Linked DNA regions of Callithrix jacchus: region 2 is linked to region 1. A link is a contact called in public Hi-C data. All regions are on one chromosome and are shown on one strand. Each heading gives the region's core, a stretch centred on a gene start, on an enhancer-like site or on the middle of the called end of the contact. The rest is flanking DNA. Distances are from core to core; before and after follow the strand shown.

What was found. Hi-C and Micro-C count contacts between places; a contact is called where the count stands out from the background.
Region 2: a Hi-C map of skeletal muscle shows a contact between it and region 1, with 2.4 times the contacts expected there. The contact joins the enhancer-like site here to the promoter of TOMM40L in region 1. A contact is called at or near these places in 3 of 3 Hi-C or Micro-C datasets (induced pluripotent stem cells and skeletal muscle).

The regions. Positions count from the first base shown.
Region 1 is chr18:21,083,867-21,089,925 of calJac240_pri, reverse strand. It overlaps TOMM40L (translocase of outer mitochondrial membrane 40 like), which reads right to left and starts at 1,917. Exons shown (of 9, transcript XM_078356132.1): 1 at 1,842-1,917; 2 at 1,375-1,524; 3 at 629-721; 4 at 256-357. The coding sequence starts at 1,844. APOA2 (apolipoprotein A2) reads left to right here and starts at 4,009. Exons shown (of 4, transcript XM_002760240.6): 1 at 4,009-4,041; 2 at 4,192-4,267; 3 at 4,561-4,693; 4 at 5,089-5,319. The coding sequence starts at 4,216. The coding sequence ends at 5,206.
Region 2 is chr18:21,234,045-21,239,935 of calJac240_pri, reverse strand. No RefSeq gene overlaps it. Among named protein-coding and RNA genes, the nearest start is that of TRNAV-CAC, 5.2 kb to the left of the region's middle. Within about 2 kb of position 2,700, at least 12 of the 16 cell types and tissues checked have an H3K27ac peak or open chromatin away from gene starts, as enhancers often do. A contact at or near this core is called in skeletal muscle, where this site is marked.

The DNA of each region.
Region 1 (6,059 bases), core at 668-3,167:
CGGCTAATTTTTGCATTTTTAGTAGAGAAGGGGTTTCACCATGTTGGTCAGGCTGGTCTTGAACTCCTGACCTCAGGTGATCCACCCACGTTGGCCTCCGAAAGTGCTGGGATTATAGGCGTGAGCAGCGGCACCGGCCTCTCTCCCTCTTTATGATCTTTATTGACCCTGCTCCTCCTTCCAAGCCCTCAGAGCAGGAAACCCGTGGAGGAGAAAGAGGAAGTGTCTCAGGGGATGGAGGCAGGAACTGGTCACCTGGAAGACAGCCTTAGCTCGGAGCCGCTCTGCCAAGAGGAGCAAGACCTGGGCGTTCAGGCTACCACTGCTGTCCATGTCCCCTACTACAGTGGGGAACACCTGTGGAAGTGGGTACACAGTAGTAAGGCTGAGCCGGGTGGCACCACTCAGCCTCAACCCAAATATAGGACTTCATTAACAGTACACAGAGCCCCCTGGTGGAGTCACAGAGACACACTCTGGGCTCTTCACAGAAAATGTTTCTCTACTACCCTCTCCCATTCAGAAGAGATATCCCATTCCTCCTCATAACACCCACAATTCCTCCTCCTCCAGAACTGGGTCCCAAATTGGCTTTTAGGGAGATGACCCAGGTGTGTGGAGCCCTCACCTCCGTAGGACTGAGCTGCCAATCCCCTGCATAGGCCGCATGGAGGTGATATCCCGGCAAGCCCAGGGCACTCATGTGTATAGTGTGAGCCACCTGAGGAAAGAGGAGTCAGTGGAGAAGAGTGGCACATTCCTGCCCACTTCAATCCCTCATCCCACCCTTCATCTCTTCTCCCCATCCAGAGGGCCTCTCAAGAATCCCAAATACTCCAACATACACAGGATCATTGGATTAAAAGCAACAAGTCCCACAGGCAAGGGAGGTAAAGAGAACCCCACATCCTCCCTCATTTGTCCCACATAGCCTGGCTAGGGCTGGAGTACAAAGGAAAGGAGAAGAGGATCCAGGGACAGGAAAGGAGGAATAGTAAGGAGGGGCCAGAGAAGTGGGAGCACCTGGAAATGGCTGCTCAGAACCTTGTTGACAACGAGCTTCACGCCCTCCATCTGTGCTGGGAATACATCTGAAGTGGGTAGGGGAAGGGAAGGAATAAGCACAAACAAGGAACCCCTACCCCAAAAGGTAGTCTCCCCTTTCAATCCCATAGGGAGGACTTTGGAGGAATTAACCTCCTTTCAAGTCCTGCAATGAAATGCTCCACTTCATTTGGGCACTGGCTCCTCTCTGACTCTGCATGCTCCAGCTGTGATCTCCCCTTTCCTGCTCCCATCGCCGGACATCCAGCATTCAGGACCCTCCACTTCTCTGCCCCTTCATCTTGAGATACCCAAATGCCAAGTTCTCACCTTTGCATAGCCGGTGCAGCTCATCGAAGCTCCCAGGGTTGGGCAGAGGTTCCTCTCGGCGGGGGCTCCGGCGGGGCAAAGTCCCCATTGGTGCCAGGCCCAATGTGTTCCCCATTTTAGTCCAGAGGGCGGGGAAGGGCCGGGGTTAGCCTGTGAAAGGACGCTATTGCCCCTTTACCCCCCAACAGGCCCCACCCCCATTATCCGGCTCCCCAGTCCCAGAAACTTCCACATGGTCCGACGCTAGACCTGGAACAGGAAGAGTAGGGGAAGAGGGCACTCATGGGGAGACAACCCCAAGCACACTCCCGCCCCATCTTTGATCTCTCACCCCCACCTGTCACCCCTGTCCCCTCTCCCTTTCTTTAATCCTAGCCCCCACCACAGACCTCATCTTGCTCCCTAGTCTCTCTACTCTTCATTCCCAGGCCCCAAGACCAGGCCCGCAATGGTGCAGTATCCCTTACCATCTCAGACCATCATGCTGCCCCTTTCCCCCGGCACACCCCGGTCATCTTGATGGGGGCAGCCATCTTGAGTGATGGCAGAACTGCAGCTTCACGCTGCATTTTTAGCGTGGCCATAAGCGCCATCTTTGAATCTGGCGAAGAAGGCTGTCAAAGACCCACCCCACCCCGATTGGGTCCCGCCCAATCAGTGGGGAAAAAAAAGAAGCCTCTCTATCTACCCGGGGCCAACGCGAAGGGAGGAAGCAAATGAGTGGCAGGTCTGCCGGCCCAAGAGCTTCAACTCTGGCGCTGCAGAGGCGGGCGGGACTTGACTGGTGGCCCCTTAGACTTAAGTGGATGGCCTTAGATCACTAGGCCTCTCCAAGGTCGGGAAAAAACTTATGAGCATGCAAGACACTAGAGGGAGCATCTTCTAGCTTGGGCCATTGAAGCTCCTTCCACCCATGTAGTATCACTCATGAGAAAAGTGAAACTGCAGCTTGTAGACTGGCATTGTGTGAAGGGTGACAGAGAGAACGTTTATGAAGGCTTCTTTAGAACCCTGGTTTATTTCTATCTCTCCCCTCTCCCCAAAAAGCCCTTGGGGAATCCTCACAGCCCCCCACAGCTCACCTCCGATGAGTACTACTCATTAAGCTGAGCACTCCCTAGGATAGGGACCCACCCTTCTCTTCTGGAGGTCTACATCTCTCGAAGTCCCCACTCTTGCCCACTAGGTACAATGGAAACTGGTGTGAGTTTGGCTCAGAGGAGTGAATTCTAGCGGAAGTACTCGCTGAAACAGCTGTTCTCTGTATTTAACCCTTCCTTCCCTGAGTCCCCAGGCACAGTTGGCAAATAAAATCTAGGAATATGGGGCTTGGTCCCCAAATGCACCCCATCCCAGCACCATGGGGAAGGCAATGGGCTGTCCTCAAGCACTACACGCTCCACAGGGGAATAACTGAAGATAGAGTAAGATTTTTTGGTCTTGGAGGGCGAAGGGTGGGAGGAGTATTAGTTATACTCAAAATAACTAATGAGTATTAGGCTTAATACCTGGGTGATGAAATAGTCTGTACAACAAACCCCCATAACACAAGTTTACTTATGTAACAAACCCGCACATATGCTTCTGAACCTAAAACAAAAGTTAAAAAACAAAGATTTCTTGGTCCCTGGTCACTACCTCCCTCATTAGCTCCACACCTCCACCCTTACTTCTCAGGAAGGTTCCACATACTCAGGGAGTAAGCTTGGGGGACAAAAGGTGAAAGATACAAATAAAAATACTTCTGATATCTATTTAACTGATTTTACCCAAATGCTTTAAACCTGGGAATGTACCTCTCTCCCTCCTCCGCCCCCAACAGGAGTGAGACGAGGGCCGGGGCTGTTGCCCCTGCTGACTCAATATTGGCTGATTATTGCCTAGAACTGATAAGGTAATCAAATGACCTGGCACCTTCAACCTTTATCCTGGCAACAGCCTCGTATTCACCTCTTTTCCTGCCAGAGCCCTCCACTGGGAGAGGATGGGCAGAAGCTGTTTTCTGAATTTGTTTTACTGGGGGTAGGGTAGGCTCCCTGATCAGCATCCAAGTCAGGCTGGGCTCTCTTGTTTTCTCCCCCTGTCTCATTACACATTAACTCAAAAAGGAACAAAGTCATTTACACTTGCCCTCTAACCCTGACCTTCATTCCCCTAACCCCCACAGCCCTCAGCCCTGTCTCTGATTTCAATTTCTTTCTCCTTTCTTCTGCTCCCCAGTATCGCTCTGCCAAGTCGCAGTAAAGCAGGATAAAGTTGGGAGATGAGATCTACCCATAATGAAATAAAGATACCACGAGCTGAGGGGTTGATAAGTCAGAGGTTTCCAGAGAAATAACTTCAAACCCTGCTTCCTGCTGCATTCAAATCCAAGTACCTCAGATCTCAAAAGAATGAACCTCAAATATATTGAAGTGTACCCCCTTAGTCTTCACTAAGGGCTGTACCCCCTGCCTGTCACCCCATCACCATGAGTCAGTCTCCCATGTGCTTGTCTTCTCCTCCCCCATTTGTCCAACTTGTTTATCCCAAAATGGTCCCTGCCCCACTAGGCCCATCAATAGTTCCTGTCACCTGACAGGGGGTGGATAAACAGACTGGTAGTATATAGCCCCTACCTCTCCAGCCAGGGCTGGCACAGGCGCCAAAGACAGAGACGCTGACTGGGTAAGATGGGGAGGCAAGAGGTGTCGGCAGCATCCAAAGAGGCCTGGGTTTCGGTTGTGGAGAGGGAGAGAGCCAGGTTGGAATCCCTGGGGAGGAGCTGAAGCCCATTTGGCTTCAGTGTCACCCCAACCCCCACCACCCTGTTCCTAGGCTGCCTTCGCCCCTGTTACCAACATGAAGCTGCTCACAGCAACTGTGCTGCTCCTCACCATCTGCAGCCTTGAAGGTGGGTATGACACGGAGGGTGGGCAGAAGGAAGAAGGTGCTGGCGGTTATAGCTACCTATCTGCCTGTGCTCTTATGTCCGGGTCTGGCAACTAGAGGGCTCAAAAGAAAGATCATTCCCTCTCTAAAGCCCAGAAAGCCATCCAAAGATCTGTCTGGATACCATTTTGGGGAGGGGGCGGAGAGCTGGGGTGGGTACTGGCAGAGGTATGGCAGGTGGCCAGGACTCACTGCTGTGGACCCAGCTGCAAAGAATGTATGTGTGTGTGTGTGTGTGTGTGTGTGTGTGTACAGGAGCTTTGGTTCGAAGACAGGCAGAGGAGTCGAGTGTGGAAAGCCTGGTGTCTCAGTACTTCCAGACCGTGTCAGACTATGGCAAGGACCTGATGGAGAAGGTCAAGAGCTCAGAGCTTCAGGCCCAGGCCAAGTAAGTCTCAGGGAAAAGAGTTCAAGGGCTGCGGAGCTATGGAGAGAAAGAAGGGAAGATGAGAGGTCCCTCAGAAGACTGAACTAAGGGGTGGGGATTAGGGCAGATTAGGCTTAAATTTGAGAGAAAAATTCCTTCATCACCCACAGACCCCACATGTCTCTTAGATAGAGAGGAACAGCAAGAACTGGGCCTTGAATTTCAGTCTCTAAAGTCTGTTCCTCTACCCAGCAAAGGTCTTGCCTCTACTCCTACCTAGGGGCTTTGCCATGCGATGGACCAGGCACTAGAGTTTGGGGACCTGAGTCAGCCTGCTCTGGCCTCCCACCACCACCAAGGTCCCTGCCAGTGCCTAGTGTCCCTCAAATTAAACTCTAATTCCCCCACCTATCCAGGGCTTACTTTGAAAAGTCAAAGGAGCAGCTGACACCCCTGGTAAAGAAAGCTGGAACGGATCTGGTTAACTTCTTGAACTATTTCATGGAACTCAGAACTCCGCCTGCCGCCAAGTGAAGTGTCCAGACCATTGTCTTCCAACCCCACCTGGCCTCTAGAACACTCACTGGCCAGGCCTAGAGCTCATCTCCCTACCCACACTTTGCTACAATAAATGCTGAAGGAATCTAGCTGTGAGTCTGGTATGTTTGGGGGACTGGAAAAAGTAGGGGAGTAGGGGAGGAGAAGAGGACGGAAAAGGAAAAATCTGCTTCTAGAAGGAGAGAAGTTTGGGTGTGGAGGGGTGAAGAAAGTATTGAAGACACAACTGATGGAAATGACAGGGTGAGGGTGCCATGATTATTCTCCAAACCCAAAGAGTCTCCTACAGGCTGGGCACAACTCTGCAGGAGAACACTAAAGAGCCTTTGCGATGCACACGGAACTAGGAGAGGAAGGAAGGATTCACAAACTGAATGTCTTGATTTCTGGGTCATAGAAAATGAGGCTACCCTGGCCAGATGCAGTGGCTCACACCAGTAATCCCAACATTTTGGGAGGCTGAGGCAGATGGATCACTTGAGGTCAGGAGTTCCAGACCAGCCTGGCCAACATGGTAAAACCCTGTCTCTACTAAAAATACAAAAATTAGCTAGATGTGGTAGTGGGCACCTGTAATCCCAACTACTCAGGAGGCTAAGGCAGGAGAATTGCTTGAACCTGGGAGGCGAAGGTTGCAGGGAGCTGAGATCACATCCCTGCACTCCAGCCTGGGTGATACAGTGAGACTCCATCTTAAAAAAATAAAGAAAGAAAGAAACAAAGAAAAGAAAATGAGGATGCCTCTCATAATTTCCTTGAAGAAAAGAAATCTTCCCAAAAATTACTACAGAGGAGTCACCCCAGACCTTCCTTTCCCTTCTGAGCCAAG
Region 2 (5,891 bases), core at 1,451-3,950, 150 kb before region 1:
GCCTTTAAGGATGTTGCACCCAGCTGCTGACACCCAGAAGCTGGTTGTTCAAGGTGTTATCTGAGACTAAAGCAGCACAGACTTTTCCCCTCAAGTCTCTGAAACTCCCCCTCCTTTATTCACCAGCTGCATAAAATCTCCCCACTTCAGGCCAGGCAGGGTTGCTCAAGCCTGTAATCCCAGCACTTTGGGAGGTGGAGGCAGGCGGATCACCTGAAGTCAAGAGTTCAAGACCAGCCTGGCCAACATGGTGAAACTCTGTCTCTGCTAAATAAAAATTAGCCAGGCTTGGTAGTGCACGCTGTAATCCCAGCTATTAGGGAGGCTGAGGCGGGAGAATTGCTTGAAACTGCAGCCTCGAATTCCCAGGCTCAAGGAATTCTCTCACCTCAGCCTCCCAAGTAGCTGTGACCACAGGTGCCCACCACCACACCCAGTTAATTTCATTTAATTTTGTAGAGACAAGTTTCATTATATGCCCAGGCTAGAAACGCATCTTTTAATTCCCATAGGTGAGCCCTCTGTCAAAATAGTAGTAAAAAGCTGGAAGTATGGCTAGGCGCAGTGGCTCATGCCTGTAATCCCAGCACTCTGGAGGACAAGGCGGACAGATCATGAAGTCAATAGATGGAGACTAGATGGGTGCGGTGGCTCACGCCTGTAATCCCAGCACTTTGGGAGGCCAAGGCAGGTGGATCACCTGAGGTCGGGAGAACCGCTTGATCCCGGGAGACGGAGGTTGCAGTGAGCCGAGATCGCGCCACTGCACTCCAGCCTGGCGACAGAGCAAGACTTCGTCTCAAAAAGGAAAAACGAAAAAAGGAAGAAAAAAGCTGGAAGTACTCTAAAGCCCAGCCATAAAAAGAGTTTTAAATCACTTATTTTGCATGTCATCCTGCTCTTGGACAGGTTCGAGACTTACTGCTAACTGAAAAGACTCGGGTGAAGAGTAGTGTATATAGTGTGTGGTATTTGAGTAAGGGGAAAATGGAGGAAAGATATTTATGCACATATAAATATATACATGTATAGATCTAGTTGGCCTCCCACAGTTGGCCTCCCACGTCAGCAGGTTCCCAAAACAATGGGAAAAATAACAAAAGATAATGCAAATACAGACAACACAGCATAACTACATTGTATTAGGTATTACAAGTAATCCATAGCTGATTTAAATTGTGCGGGAGGATGTGCGCAGTTATATGTAAATACTATGCCATTTTATAGGAGGGACTTGAGCGACCGCAGATTTTAGTGTGGGGTGCTAACCTGGAAAAGTACCGAGGGACGACTGAAGATCATCTAGGAAGGGCACGCAAGAAACTGTTAACAGTTGCTTCGAGGAAAGAGAATGGGGGAAATCAGGGTAGGGGTGGAAAAGACTTCCCGCCGCGAATCACGCCGAGGTGCCCTGCATCAAGCCCTGCGCTCCTCCCCGGCCCAGGCGCGCCCAGGCAGAGTCCCTTGCCCAGCCCCAGGGTAGGCGGCTCCTCTCCGGCACCTGAACGTCGGCCAACCTCATAGGCCTAGTGAAGACCCCACATTTGACGCAGAAGGCCTGAGGCCTGGGGAAACAGTTACCCGAATTTCCCGCAAGCTCAAGGACACCCAGGAGCGCCTCACCCCCTCCCGCCCCTGAGGGTTCCCTCAGTCACTCCCACGCGAAGCCCCTCCTCTCACCCGCGTCCAGCTCTCAGTCGCTCTTGCGCCCCGCCCTTCTGCCCTCCGTCACTCGTGAGCCCCGCCCCTCCTCTCGCTGCACCCCGCCCCGCTCCCCTCCCCGCTCCTCGCCGAAGTCGGGAGTTTTCCCGCCAGGAGGCGTGAATCAAGACCTGAAGTCTGGGAAAGGCTGTTCTCAGTTCCCGACAGTGGGGTCTGGACGAGACAGAGACTGTACTGGCAACACGCGGGTGGAAGGGAAGCAGAGCGGAACGCGCGCGGGCTGTGGCGAGGGGGCGGAAAAAGAGCTAATCCAAACACGCTGTCCCGTCAGCCTCGCGTAGACGTCGCGGGTTCAGCCCCAGGAGGACTAAAAGACTGCCGTGTCCTTCCCGAGGGGAGTGGCGGTCCCACTGACCTGCACACCTCACCCCGTACTCTTGCGTGGACGTGTTCCAGTCGAGTCCCGTTCACTCCAGTTCCTCCGTCTCCACCCTAATCCTAATTACTGGTGTGTCGTTTGAAAGGGTTCTGTAAATTTATCAAGCAGGAAAATCTGGGGTTGAACATAATTAAGCAATTCTCTTTAATTAAATCGCTTTCTCAGTCTTTAATTTGCTAACATGCATTTTCTAATCGTAACTAACTCTTGCTTTACGTTTACTTCCTATGTCATCGAATCCTTTTAATAATCTTATGAAATAACTATTATCAAAATATTACAGATGGGTCGGGCGTGGTGGCTCACGCCTGTAATCCAAGCATTTTGGAGGCCAAGGCGGGCGGATCACCTGAGACCAGCCTGACCAACACGGTGAAACCCCATCTTTAAAAAAAGAAAAGAAGAGAAAAATATTACAGATGAAGAGGTAAAATTGTAGAGACATGCCTGAGATCCCATTATATTAAGTGTTGGAGCTAGATCCAAACCCAGATGATTTATACTGACTGCCTGCAAATCCCTTTTTATGCTGGTGCATCACTTGAAACCAGGCCTGCTGAGAATGTGATTTATCTTCAAGTCCTTGGGGTGGTAAACTGGGAGGTTCGAACCAAATAAAGGAACATGAGCCCCAGCCCTACCATGGAAGGGGTGGATAGCTTGGCTTCTTCTGGCCACACGATGAGGCAGTGAGGAAACTGCAGGAGGCTGGGTTTGGCGTCCAGCAGTACTTCCTGCTGCTTTGAACAAACACAGCTGCTCACCCTTCATCCCTTGCAGAACATTCTCAAATATTCCAGTGAAACCCTGAAGGCAAAGCCAGTGCTGGAAGGAATCTAAGCCTCCTGCTCCTGAGGGAATGGATTTTAAAACCCTTTGGAGTAAGTGGTGAGAACTTTCCCCAGCTCCATCAGGAGTTGAGGGAATGGAGAGAGGAATGGATTCTGAACAAATTTGACTCCTATCTCCTTCTAAGGGAATATACCTAGACAAGAATAAATGTCTTTTGTAGAAGTCTGGGAATAAGACAAGGAAGCCCGCTGGGCAGGGACTTGGCAACTAGAGGCAAATGGGATGGTATGAGACCGGACACTTGAGAAGTCAATGTTAGGATGATACTCCAAAAGGCCCAACAGAAAAAGCTGTACTTCGCTCAGCACAAGGTACTCAGGGACGAGGCCAGCCCAACACATCTGAGAGCATTAGGGTGCCAGAGTCTAGTCACAGGGACTTGAGGTTGCCTCCTTTTTCTGCTATCTCTAGGTCATTGGTAGCTCCACCTTCACCAAGATGCTACCTTGGGGAAGATAAGGGAGTGTTCCAGGTACCGACTGCTGTGTAACAGACCACTCCAAACTTACTGGTGCAAAACAGCAACCAGTTTATTATGTCATGGATTATGTGGGTCAAGAATTTGGAAAGGGTATAGTGTGGATGATTTGTCTGTGCTTCAGAAGCACTGAGACCTCAGCTGAGAAGAGTTGGAAGCCTGAGATGACTTAAAAGCTTGGAACCCTAATCATTTGGAATTGCTCATTCACATATGTAAAAGGTGCACTGAGGCACACAAAAAAAATTTAAAAGTTCATTTGAGTAGGAAGCAATCTATGAATTGGGAAATACCAAACCAAAAGAAATTAGAAGCTTAGTTTTCCCATGACAAATCATCAGGGGTAAGTATTTATGGGGTAAATGTGGAAGCAAAATAAAAAATTTGATTGATTGCAATTATACAGTTGCTTTATTCATTCTAACTTGTTGGAAAGTCCCTAGTTATATAAGTTTGTTGGCTACTTCCAATTGGTTGAGTTTAAGTTCTGTTTTTCTTTAATATAGACATTTACAAGAAATGGCTCAACATAAGTTTCCCTTGTGTTAGTAAATCAAGCAAGGCTGAGGTCACTTATGAGGCCTGGTTTTGTCTGCTCAGGGATTCTTCAGGCATGGTCTCCATTTTAATTTACTTCAACATATGTCTGAGGTTATGCTGGCTGTTGACTGGGATCTCAGCCGGGATTGTCAGCAGAACACCTATGTGGTTTCTCCATGAGGTTGTTCTGCTTCCTCATTTCCAAGGTGGCTGGATTCTGAGTGACTCCTAAGAAAATCGAGGGGAAGATGTATCACCTTTTCGACCTTGCATTTACAGGCCCACCCAAATTCAAGAGGAGGGAATATAGACTCCACCTCTTAATGGGAGGAGAGTCACATTTAAGAAGCGCATGTAGTGTGGAATATCTTGTTAGAACCGTCTTGAAAAATACAATCTGCCACAGCCATTAAATTTTGAAGTGGTTATACAGAAATAGATAACCAAGATTTAGTGTTATGGGGTTTACTTAGTTCCTCTAGGTAAATGCTTGGTATTGTTTGATTTGCTGGAATGAAATTTGCTAGTATTCCTTCCGTAATTAGAAAAAAAATAATTTTGTGACTCATGCCTATAATCCCAGCACTTTGGGAGGCTGAGGCAAGCAGATTACTTGAGCCCAGGAGTTCGCGACTAGCCTGGGCAACATAGTGAAACCCTGTCTCTACAAAAACATACAAAAATTAGCTAGGCATTGTGGCGCATGCCTGTGGTCCCAGCTGCTCAGGAGGCTGAGGTTGGAGGATCACCTGAGCCTGGGGAGGTCGAGGCTACAGTGAGCTGCGATCATGCCACTGCACTCCAGCCTGGGCAACAGAGTGATATCCTGTCTTAAAAAAAAAAAAGTGTTAAAAAAAACAACAACTTTAAAAGAAGATCCCTGAAATTGTAGCCAGGCTTAGATTCTAATTCTGACTACAATAGTAACTGATTATGACCTTGAACAAATCATTAAGTTTTTCAATATCTCAATTTAAAAATTTTCCAAATGAGAGAAAATAATTTAAATATTCTCTTAAAGTAGCTGGAAAAGACAAACAAACGCAACATTGCATATTACATGCAGTTTTGCAAAATTTGGGCTCAAGTTCCTTGAGATGCTTATAAAAAAATCAATTCAATGGCTAAACTGAGGAAATGCTGTATATTCTATCCCTCACCCACTCTTGAAGAGTCTCAGTGAACATTAGGAAGTTAAACATCTGAGCATTCCCATAGGAAATAAATTGATGCGATTGGTTTAACCAATCAAATTAGTTGGAGGCTAGAGATTTCAGGTTTTAGGGTCTGGGCTTTCAGGACCAGGCCAGTGTGGGGGTTTGCCAGACTACCTGGGTTTGGTAACTGGTTCTACAACTTACTGTGTGTTCTTGGAGAAATTATTTAACTTTCCTGTGCTTCAATTTTCTCATATGCAAAATGTACTACTATTATAATTTTATATTTGGTTATCGCAAAAATACGTTTAAACATTTTTGTTACATTTTAATTTAATCACTTCCATAATGATGATATGACTAATAATTCTGATCTAGATAGACTCTAGTCTCACTGCTTTTTTTTTTTTTTTTTTTTTTTTTTTTGAGACGGAGTCTTACTGTCTTGCTCTGTCACCCAGGCTGGAGTGCAGTGGCACGATCTCAGCTCACTGCAACCTCTACCTCCTGAGTTCAAATGATTCACCTGCTTCAGTCTCCCGAGTAGCTGGAATTATAGGCATGTGCCACCACACCTGGCTAATCTTGTATTTTTTAGTAGAGATGGGATTTCTCCATGTTGGTCAGGCTGGTTTCAAACTCTCAATCTCAGGTGATCCACCTGCCTCAGCCTCCCAAAGTGCTAGGTTTACAGGCGTGGCCTGTTACCTGCTTTCATTACTCCTGGCAGTCCTCAGTAAGGGTCATATTGCTTTTTTTCCCC